Linked DNA regions of Mus musculus: regions 1 and 2 are each linked to region 3. The links are chromatin contacts, called in public HiChIP or PLAC-seq maps. All regions are on one chromosome and are shown on one strand. Each heading gives the region's core, a stretch centred on a gene start, on an enhancer-like site or on the middle of the called end of the contact. The rest is flanking DNA. Distances are from core to core; before and after follow the strand shown. Region 1 holds the start of 4933407E24Rik (RIKEN cDNA 4933407E24 gene). Region 2 overlaps Gm2164 (predicted gene 2164). Region 3 has its middle 94 kb from the start of Gm40242.

Region 1 (2,949 bases), core at 87-2,586, 390 kb after region 3:
AGACAGAGAGAGACAGAGACACAGAGAGACATAGAGAGAATATTGAACTGGCTCATTCGTTCATTCATTCATTCATTCAGGAAACATTTATGGAGGACCTACTGTCCCAAGCACTTGAGAAACCTCATGCAGCTGTAGCCACAAACAGCCGTTCCCTCGTGTAACTCCCTATAGAGCGGGAAAGAAAAAGAAATAATGAATATAATATGTCAATACTCATTTGTATATTTTAAGTGTATAATGGATTCTCTGGTCTGCCCCAGTTCCCCACTTTGGAACTGAGACTCCTCTCCCTTGTTATGGGAGTGTTGATGGATGGCCATTCAGCAGTCTCTCTGCAAAACTGCTCTGAAAAGGGAGCTGCTTCACCTACGGCTACTCCCTTCCCTAGGAGAGCCTTCATCCCATGTCTGCTCAGTAGAGAATCACAAATGTCCATGCCCTGTCTTAATGCCTGGCCACTTTGAAAGCTCCCCTGGATCCCAGGTCCCTGGACATCAGCTCCAGCCTTTGCTGTGACTGCATCAGATGGCAGCCCTTCCTCTGTCCTGGGCTGCTTCCTTCACAGGTCTGAGAGCCTTTCCCAGTACACTCCCTCCAAGGGAAATTCTCTACCACAGTCTCTTTCTCTGTGTGTTCAACCTGCTTTGGGAAGGGTATCTTCTAGGGGAGGGAGAGGACGGCAAGAAAAGAAGCAAAAATCAGCAGAGGAAGAAGGATCAGAGGGCAGGGCCCCAAAAGGCAGCAGGCTGTGAAATCAAAGAAGATACTTGAGACAACCTCATTAAGAAGTGATATTTGAGCAAAGACTTGAAGGTGGTTGTAAGGGAGTTACCCACGTGGAAACTAGGTGAGATGGGATGACACAGAACAGTGCACATAAGAACTTGCTGGCCACTATAAGGTCCTCTGGAGGACCTGGTCTGAAATGAACCCTCCCCAGACTTCTATAGAGACCAAGAGCAGAAGCAGAGCCATCTGCCTGGAAGTCACTGCAGAGAGCCAGCTGAGGAGGATGTACCAGGGTGGCAGTGACCGGTGACAAAGGGGGCTCAGAGGTACGCTTTTAAAGTGCAGCCAGCATGTTTGGCCAACGACTGGGTGCAGGAAGTGAAGAGAACACAGGACCCAAGAATAACCATGACCTTTTCTTGTCCTGAGATGGAAGGTCTCACCAAGACCTCAGACAAGGAAAAACCCACTGGAGAAGGTTCAGAGGAGACCTGATGTGAACGCTGTTGTAGTTGAAATTGACAGTCACACCCATAGCACAGGATGGCTACCCAGCTGAGGCACAAAGGCTAGAGTTCCAAATGGGAATGACAGTTGGGGGTCAGGAGGACAGTGGAAGTGGGCACAGGGACCCAGCTCTATATTTCCATCCCATGCTGTCCCAAGACTCACAACAAGTTCCTGTGACCTCTCAAACTATGCGAGGGGCCGGCAAACACGTGAGCAGAGAAGGTTCTGTGTGAAAAGTGTCCAAGTGGACATTTGTGACTGAGATGAGGGCTCAAATGCTATGTCCCTGCATATGGAGGTGGGGTGTGTGTGTGCCTGTCTGTCTGTCTGTCTTTCTGTCCATATGTCCATAAAGATCCAGCACCTTGCAATGTAAATACGGAGATGATGCCAGCCCAGAGCCTGGTACCTAGAGGTCTCCCATTGTTATGGAATGTGTAGAGTAAGCAATTAGCTGCTGTTGGCATTTAAAACATCAACAAACGCTCCTTGCCTGCCCTGAACCACACGGGTCCCCTTAAAGCCTTGTACAAATGACTCTTGAACATGAAGGTGCCTGCAACTCCCAAGTGCCCGGCTCTTCCCTGCTGTGTCTGGCCAAGTGGGGGAACTCCTGTCACTGCTCAGGAGGGCGGAGAGTTAACTCTCCTTTTGCCATTAAACATAATCAGGGAGAAATCTGTGTGAAGCTTGGCGCTCTGGCCGGTAAGTGATTCCCCCAGAACAACAGATAAAAGCCCGGCACTAAAGTGCAGCCAGAAACGATGTGTAATTGCCATGAAAGAATCTTTGAATCTACACGCTGCTTTTAACTTGGGAGGCTTAAATTACAATTAATAGTTCCCTTGTAGAAGGGGGGGAATGCAGAAGTGGGGGTGGGGGAATAGAGGAATTCAAGGCCCTTGAGCTCAGAGCCCCAGGCTCCATCTAAGCGCTTCAGTGTTGGGGGGTGGCTAAATAGTAGAGAGAGAGGAGAAAACTAAAAGTATAGCTTTCTTGGGGTCTCAGGAACCCTGATCGGTTATATTTCTTACAAGCTCTAAACATACTGCTTTCTGAAGAAGCTCCTGGGTACTTCTGAGTGGTGGAGCCCCTCCCAACAGTATCCTGCAATGTTGCAAATAGCCAGAACCCACTGCCCCCATTTTGCAGATGGGGAAACTAAGGAGACCCCCCCTGGAGTATAGCTAGTCTACCTGCAATTTCCCAAACTAGAAATGTTCTGGGAGCTCTTTCCTCCCACGATATCCTAGGGTAAACATGTTCAGAGATGGAAGGGTGTCTGTCTGCTTCCATATCATAGTATGAACTCAGCCCACTTGCTTGCTGGCCGGTCCTTTTTTTAAGCACCTAACCAATGAGCCAGATTTGGGGTTGGGGGTGTGTAGCTCAGTGATAAGGCACGTGCCTAACATCTGTAAGGGCCTAGATTCCAACACCAATACTACAAAAATATAATGAAAATAAAAGAGGATAGTAAGTACCAGGTAGTGATACATGCCTTTAATCCCAGCACTCAAGAGGCAGAGGCAGGCAGATCTCTTGAGTTCAAGGCCAGTCTTGTCTACTACAGAGTGAGTCCCAGGACAGCCAGGGCTACGAAGATAAATCCTGTCTCAAACACAGCCCACCAATAAAAGATGACAATAAGAATAATTTGCTGAGCCATACAGCCCTTCCCCTGCCCCAACACCCTCCTCCCAAGGC
Region 2 (3,190 bases), core at 161-2,660, 450 kb after region 3:
CAGGGTTGTGGGATAAAGCATGCTGGGAAAACATTCTACCACTGAGTTACATTGCCAGCCAGGGCCTGGCACTTTGTAAGCATGGTTAAAAGAATGGACGAGCTTGGTATGAAAAAGATGTTATTGGGATCCAGCCTGAACCCTGGAGCCAAGTGTGCATTACTGTTCTCTCCACCTCAGGCAAGACCACCCTGACTATCCAACCTCTGGGGTGAGGGGGATATGTTGCTGGTCAGAAAACTAAGGCCCAAAATAAAGAAGGCATAACAACCAACTTTATATCATATCCTGGAGCCCAGTGTCCAGACTTCCTGAGCCTGCCCCAGCTAGCCTCCCCTAATGGGCTAGACAGGCAGCTAAACTAGCCCAGAGACCCCTAGCCCCATACTTCTGAGGTACTCTGTCCTGACCATCCTCGCCCTTGGGAGATAAGGAGTTATTTCGTAAGGCATTATGTCAGAAGTTGAGGCATAGTCTTAAGTGAGTTACCGGAGTCCCCAAATCATCCAAGGACTCTGGATTCAAGTCTGTGGCCCATCTCTAGGCTTCCTCTGAGCACACACACCTTCTCCCAACCAGCCCTTGAGGATATTCTCGGCAGCTAGAGTATTACAATGTCAGGAGCGCCAAATATGTCCCACACACCTCTCCCATCTTCCTGAAGAAGAAGAAGAAAAAAAAAAGCCAAGGTGGGCCTGGTAAGCAGGCCAGGATAGAAGCTGATGAAGCTGGCTGGCTCATGCCCCAAGCTCTGGGTGGGGTCATCAGCTCCACCTTCACCCTCACTGACACACCTGCCCAGTCACCAGCAAATGCCATTCCACACCCGGAGTCTCTCTCTCCCATGGAAAGGCCCATTCTCCTTCCCATGCTCTCGCTGCTGCCCTAGTCCAAGCCGGATGGCTGCCAGTTCCTATCTAAACCATCACGACAATTTTCACCTGGCAGCTCAGACCCGATTCCTCCCCCACCCCCCGCAGCTCTTCCTGGCACTGCCCCTGTGATAGTTTGTAAAGGTGAATCACTGATAAGAGTGTACACTGCCCATGTTCAAATCCTGGCCCTGTGTGACTTTCAGCAAGTCACCTTAATTCTCTGCACTTCAAATGAAAAATCTTTAAAATAGCAGCCCCCTAGTAGGGTTTCTGTGAAGAAGAGATGTGTGGAGCACCCAAGCCAGTCCCGGAAGCTGAAGAGGCACCCCGTGTAAGAGGCACCTCCTATTGTTTTTATGACTGATCTCTGTCTTTCTACTCCACAAAATTACAAACTCTGAGAGGATTGGGCCTGCAGCAGGCGGGCTGCTTGGCTCTTCTGTGCCTTTAACTTGGCTCCTGTCTGCCTACAGCCTTTGTTCTGTCTTCCCCAGTCCTGATGGGTGCCAACCCTCCAGGGGGGAAGGGCATGCCCTCAGCAGGAAGTGCTGTCAAAGGCAGAGTTCCAGGCAGCAGAAGGAGAAAGCTGTTCCCTGCTGTACCCTCCAGAGCCCCAAGTTCCTGGGAGCCCCCACATGGCCAAAGCCTCCCTTTGTCCTGAAGGTCAGGAGCAGAGGGCCAGCTGTGGGGGAGTTCCGCTGCCTTGCTCCGGACAGCAGCCCAGATGTGCGTGTTTGTACAGCCGAGCCCAGGCTCTGAAGGGGCCTTGTTGGGTGCTCTGAAAGGGGGGCTTGTGAAGCTCCCATCAGCCTCCAGGACAGCGAGCAGGAATGCAGCCCGCAGGAAGCCCTTCCTAGTAAGCCTGCCAAGTGCCCTTCTCACTGAGGATTCGGGAACGCTGGTGCAAACAGGTTGAGATTGCCAAATGCGGAAACTGCAGGCCTGGTTTCTGACCTGGGTCCAGGTTCCCCTTCTGCAAAAGGCAGAGAGGCCCAAGCCTCAACATAATCACACAGTGATCCTGATTAAGAATCTCCGAGTCAGGACCAGGGTGTGGCCACTCCAGCCTGTGATCCCAGTACTCTAAGGACTGAAGCAGGAGGATGACAAATTCGAGGCCAGCCTGGGTCACAAACAAAACAGACAGAAGCAGGGGTTTGAGGGAGATGGTACTGTGTTTGCCATGCGACCACAGGATGTGAGTTCAATCACGTGAAAAGTCAGCTATGCTGGCACACACTTGTAATCTCAGCCCTGGGAAGGACAGGCAGACAGAAGGGTCCTTGGGGCTCTCTAGTCAGCCTAATCAGTGAACCCCAGATCCCAGCGAAAGACTTTGCCTCGAAAAAATAAGGTGGACAGAGCCTAAGGAATAAAATCTAAAGTCACCCTCTGGTCTCCATTACCCATGCACATGTGCACACACACACACATATAAAGGGTGAATAAATGAATACAGGGTCATATCCATGCACATATGTGCACACACACAAATTAAATGGTGAATAAGTGAATATGGGGTCTTATACATGCACATATGAATGCGCACGTGCACACATACACACAATTAAATGATGAATACATGAATACAGGTATTCCGTATCCAGACAGAATTTTTATCTGTGAAGCTGTTTTTCACCTGCCAATGGGGGTGATAACTCCTTCCTCCTGAGCTTATCCTAGAGAGGAAATGACATCATGGGCAGAAGAGACCAGGAACACACTGACACACAGTTGGTGTTCAATAGCACTTCATGTTCTTTCTCCCTCAAACTCCCTAGGCTCCTAACAGGCATGGGGCCTGAGACTGTTGGTGTTGAGCACAGATGTCCTCCACCCACTGTCCCAGAAGAAGAGCTGCTGCTGAAAGCCCCCACCCCAGGCACAGTGACACACAGCTCCATACCCCTGCGTGCTAAACCAATTACTTCACGTCCCGGCAAAAGAGGCTCTCTCCCTATATCTGTACACCCTAGTCCCTGTAGATGACTGACCATGTGCCCCACACTTCAAGTTGGAGTCAACCTTGAGCTTTAGTGCAAAGCAGACTATGATGCAGGCTAAGGAGATGACCCTTGTGCATTTGCATGACCCCGGCCACCTACCTAGGAGCCAGAGCTGGGACCCACAGTAAGGGAGAGGGGGGGTATAAATGCTGTTCCTGAGAGCCCCACACAGTCTGCTTAATGATAGACAGAGGCAGCAGAGCAAGAAATAGGACAGTGAGATTTAGGCCAGGCCTCCACCAGCCTCTTCCAAAGCACTTGGCTGTGGATACCAGAGGAAAATTCTAAGCTATAATGGAAAGAGGATCC
Region 3 (3,381 bases), core at 392-2,891:
CTCCACCTCATCTCTTGCCATCAGCTGCCCTTCCGCAGAGAGATCTTCCTGGCGTCATTCATGTGGTCCTCTGGATGGATCCTTGGGCACTTTCCAGACATTTCCCTCCTCCTCTAAGGATAACCTTGAATACATTGTTCACTTGACCGGTCTCCTGTCTTACAAACTCACATTGGGGGTGAGATCTCTAGCTTAGGCATCTCTGTTTTGTAAGGATCCAGTACAGATCATTTTTTGTTTTGTTTTGTTTTTGAGAGAAACTCTCTTGTAGCCAACACTAACCTAAAATTAGAGATGTAGTCCCGGTAACCTTGAGTGTCTGATACTCTGCCTCTACCGCTCAAGTGCTGATATCACAGTATATATCACAGTATATATCATCACACCCAGTTTATACTGAGATTGGTGAATGAACTTAAGGTTTCCTGTATGCTAAGCAAGCACTCTCCAACTGAGCTACATCTCCAGCCCCAGTACAGCTATTTCTGTAAGGTTTATTTTACTTTCATTTGTGTTGGGTGGGGCGGGGATGGTAGTGGTATATACAGGTGTCCTCAGAGGCCAGAAGAGGGCATTGGTTCCACAGGGAATGGAGTTCCAGGCAGTTATGAGTCATGAGACCTGGGTGTTGGGAACTAACCCCTGTTTCCTGCAAGAGCATCGAGCCCACTCTTGGTAAATATCAATCAAATAAATTCACCAAGGCTGATATCGGGCCAGGCTCCTCATGCACGCTTTCTAACCAAATCTTTACAATAACCCTGTGAGGTTGATTGATAGGCCCGCGACCATAGGCTGAATCCATTTCTCAACATCTTAGTGGTGAACACGACATTGAACTGGAGTCCCGCGAATCCACCCACACTCGTGTTTTCTGAGCCGACCCCTTAGTGTCTTGAGGCTTCACTACCTGGCTCACAGTTCCAGAGTTTTGAGCCTCCTTTCCCTCCCAAGAAAAATGAATGCATCCATAAAACAGATCCCTGTCAGGGGCTCGAGAGTAAATTCTGAGGCCAGATTGAGACTGTTCACCAGCGAGCTACTGTCTGTGCAACCCTGAATGGGTGACTGGCTCTCTCTGTGCTTTAACCGTTTCATCTGTAAGGTGGGCTTTTGTTAAAAGCATTATTGCATTTACACATCAGACACTTATACAGTGGTAAATGGTTAACTGCCCTTGAGCATTTAGGAACCTCGTTCCTCTCCAGCATCCCTTTCCATCTCATCCTTTTCTCTCAGAGGCTCAGGAGGTCTTGCTGAGAGAGTTTGACCACCTACAGGTGGGAGCCCCCAAATTCAAGGACAGGACCCCCGACACAGTCAGTCCTCCCTGCAGCTCTGGCTCTGACTTTACCGCTGGCGATGCTCGCCCTCCCGCTGCACCTGCCCGGCTTCTGCTGATCTGTCTTTTGCTCCATTAGGCAGGGCCGCGGCCCCAGAGCCCCGCGAGCTGCCCCGCGCCCTTAGAACGCTTCGTCTGCCCGCGCCCCGCCGCCCCCCGCCCGGGGAGGTGACGGCAAAGTGAATTAGCGCGCAGCCGAGGGCGCGGGGGCGCCGAGGTGCCCGGCAGCTCCGCGGGCGCAGCACTTCCCGGCCTGATATTTGCACAAAGTGCTCTCAGGGCTCTTTACATTTGCTCTTGCCCGCGGAGTTAGCGTTTCCGCTGAGCGCCGACTTCTCCAAAGGGCGCCCGCGCCTGTGTTTGAGTAGCAGCGGCCCAGACTCGCCAGGCGCCCGGGTCCCCGCGCCCCCTCCATCTTACTCACCCAGCTAGATTCTTTGCATCAGCGCTTTCCATACATTTTTCCCATACACCACTCTGGGCCCGTCAGGTCTTGCCAGTTTCTGTCTATTTTCAGGTCTCTCTTCCGTCTTTGCAACACCCCTCCCTGTCCTGTCCATTCCTAGCTGCCTCCATTTTTTCCCCTGCTAATCTCCCCACACCCTCTGTTACCAGTCCCAGCTGCCCCTCACATCCCTGCGTTTTCTGTCTCCTTGGTAGCTAGGCCTGGTCCTTCAAGTCACTTCAAGGGTTCTTGAGGACCTAGGAGGATTGAGAAGTGTCCTCAGCTCTTATCTAGCCCCAGTCACTATTATGCTCTGGGATTTGGGATAACCAAAGCAACATCCACTAAGGCTTCCTACTCCCAGTCAGTGGGCTGCACCTCTATGCCAAAGCTGACTGTGAGCCTCCTTCTCGATCCTCTGAGCCAAAGTGTACCCCAGGGGCCAAAAATGCTAAGGTCTCCTTCTCCATTCACTGTCCCAGCAGTCTGACCGCCCCTGGGATTTCTGGGACTCTTGGACTGGAGATCAGTGGAAAGGCACCAGGAAACACAGGTGCCTGAGATGCCCTGTACCAGGTGACATGTGGCCGAGTCCATCATGAAGATGAGGTCCCATGAGAGGCTGGAGTTTGTGTTAGCAGACAAGGCACGGCAACACTCTGGCAGGCTCACCATGCCAATCCCCCTCTGCAATGTCCCCGTGGAGACACCGGGACATATGCATGTGCATGCACACACACGTATGTGGGTGTAAATGTGTGCATGTGGAGGCCAGTGGACAGCCTCAGGAGCCATCGTCAGGAATGGTGTTCACCTCCTTTGAGATAGGGTTTCCCACTGACCTGGAACCCACCATTTAGGTTAGATCGGCTCTCCAGAGGACCTTAACTGCCCTCAGTGCTGGTGTTACAAGCCTCAACACCAGGCTTGGCAGGGTTCTGGTGAGCCTCAAACTCTGGGGAGCCTTGTGGTTTCAAGACTAGTGCCTTACCAACTTCACCATCACCCCAGACCTGCAGAGTGTTTCTGCTCTGCAGACTAGAACTCTAGCAGGGTTCTGAAATACTTCGTGCATGTGTTTGCTTTAGCACAATACATTCTAATGTTACTTTTATCACTAAGAAAAGGCCTCCTTTATTCTGTAAGCATAATTTCAATCATGGGTTAAATATTTGTCTTAAATGACTGTAAGTACTCTATGACTCCTAGAACAGACTCCCTCAAGGAGAATGGCTATCAAGGATTTGAAAAGATCCTCCCTAATGTTTTGATTGTTTCTGTGGAGTCATTTGATCAATTAGGTAATCATTTCCAGTATAAAACTTGATATTAAAAAAATATTCTTCTGGAGGCAATTTGGAGTTTCTCATTAAAACGTTGGAAAGGGTTTTATTTGAATGTTATATGCAAACTCAATATTTAATATATTCTCTAGTAGTTCGTATTTTATTTTTCTTATCATAATTATATTTTATAAAGAATGTGTAATTAATTTTTAGATGCTTCTCAACGGAGCTGCACAAGGTCCGTGGGAGAAAGATTAGAGAGGAGAAGGTATCAGCTTTAGGTGAGTGTATAGCAGCAGAGGGAACAT

Evidence for each region. HiChIP or PLAC-seq counts read pairs in DNA pulled down with a chosen protein or histone mark.
Region 1: a contact with region 3 is called in an H3K4me3 HiChIP or PLAC-seq map of forebrain, with 5 times the contacts expected there. The contact joins the promoter of 4933407E24Rik here to the enhancer-like site in region 3. A contact is called at or near these places in 1 of 484 Hi-C or Micro-C datasets (bone marrow-derived macrophages), 6 of 115 datasets of contacts at active chromatin or transcription factors (embryonic basal ganglia, embryonic forebrain, embryonic stem cells and 2 more) and 1 of 9 other capture datasets (embryonic stem cells).
Region 2: a contact with region 3 is called in an H3K4me3 HiChIP or PLAC-seq map of forebrain, with 7 times the contacts expected there. The contact joins two enhancer-like sites. A contact is called at or near these places in 2 of 39 promoter capture datasets (cranial neural crest and maxillary cranial neural crest), 1 of 484 Hi-C or Micro-C datasets (nephron progenitors), 7 of 115 datasets of contacts at active chromatin or transcription factors (embryonic basal ganglia, embryonic forebrain, embryonic hindbrain and 3 more) and 1 of 9 other capture datasets (embryonic tail).

The regions. Positions count from the first base shown.
Region 1 is chr4:124,567,843-124,570,791 of GRCm38.p6, forward strand. It overlaps 4933407E24Rik (RIKEN cDNA 4933407E24 gene), which reads left to right and starts at 1,337. Exons shown (of 3, transcript NR_045819.1): 1 at 1,337-1,451. The region is part of intron 1 of Gm2164 (predicted gene 2164); the gene reads right to left.
Region 2 is chr4:124,622,816-124,626,005 of GRCm38.p6, forward strand. The region is part of intron 1 of Gm2164 (predicted gene 2164); the gene reads right to left. Among named protein-coding and RNA genes, the nearest start is that of Gm2164, 33 kb to the right of the region's middle. Within about 2 kb of position 1,411, at least 46 of the 459 cell types and tissues checked have an H3K27ac peak or open chromatin away from gene starts, as enhancers often do. A contact at or near this core is called in forebrain, where this site is marked.
Region 3 is chr4:124,177,175-124,180,555 of GRCm38.p6, forward strand. No RefSeq gene overlaps it. Among named protein-coding and RNA genes, the nearest start is that of Gm40242, 94 kb to the right of the region's middle. Within about 2 kb of position 1,642, at least 19 of the 459 cell types and tissues checked have an H3K27ac peak or open chromatin away from gene starts, as enhancers often do. A contact at or near this core is called in forebrain, where this site is marked.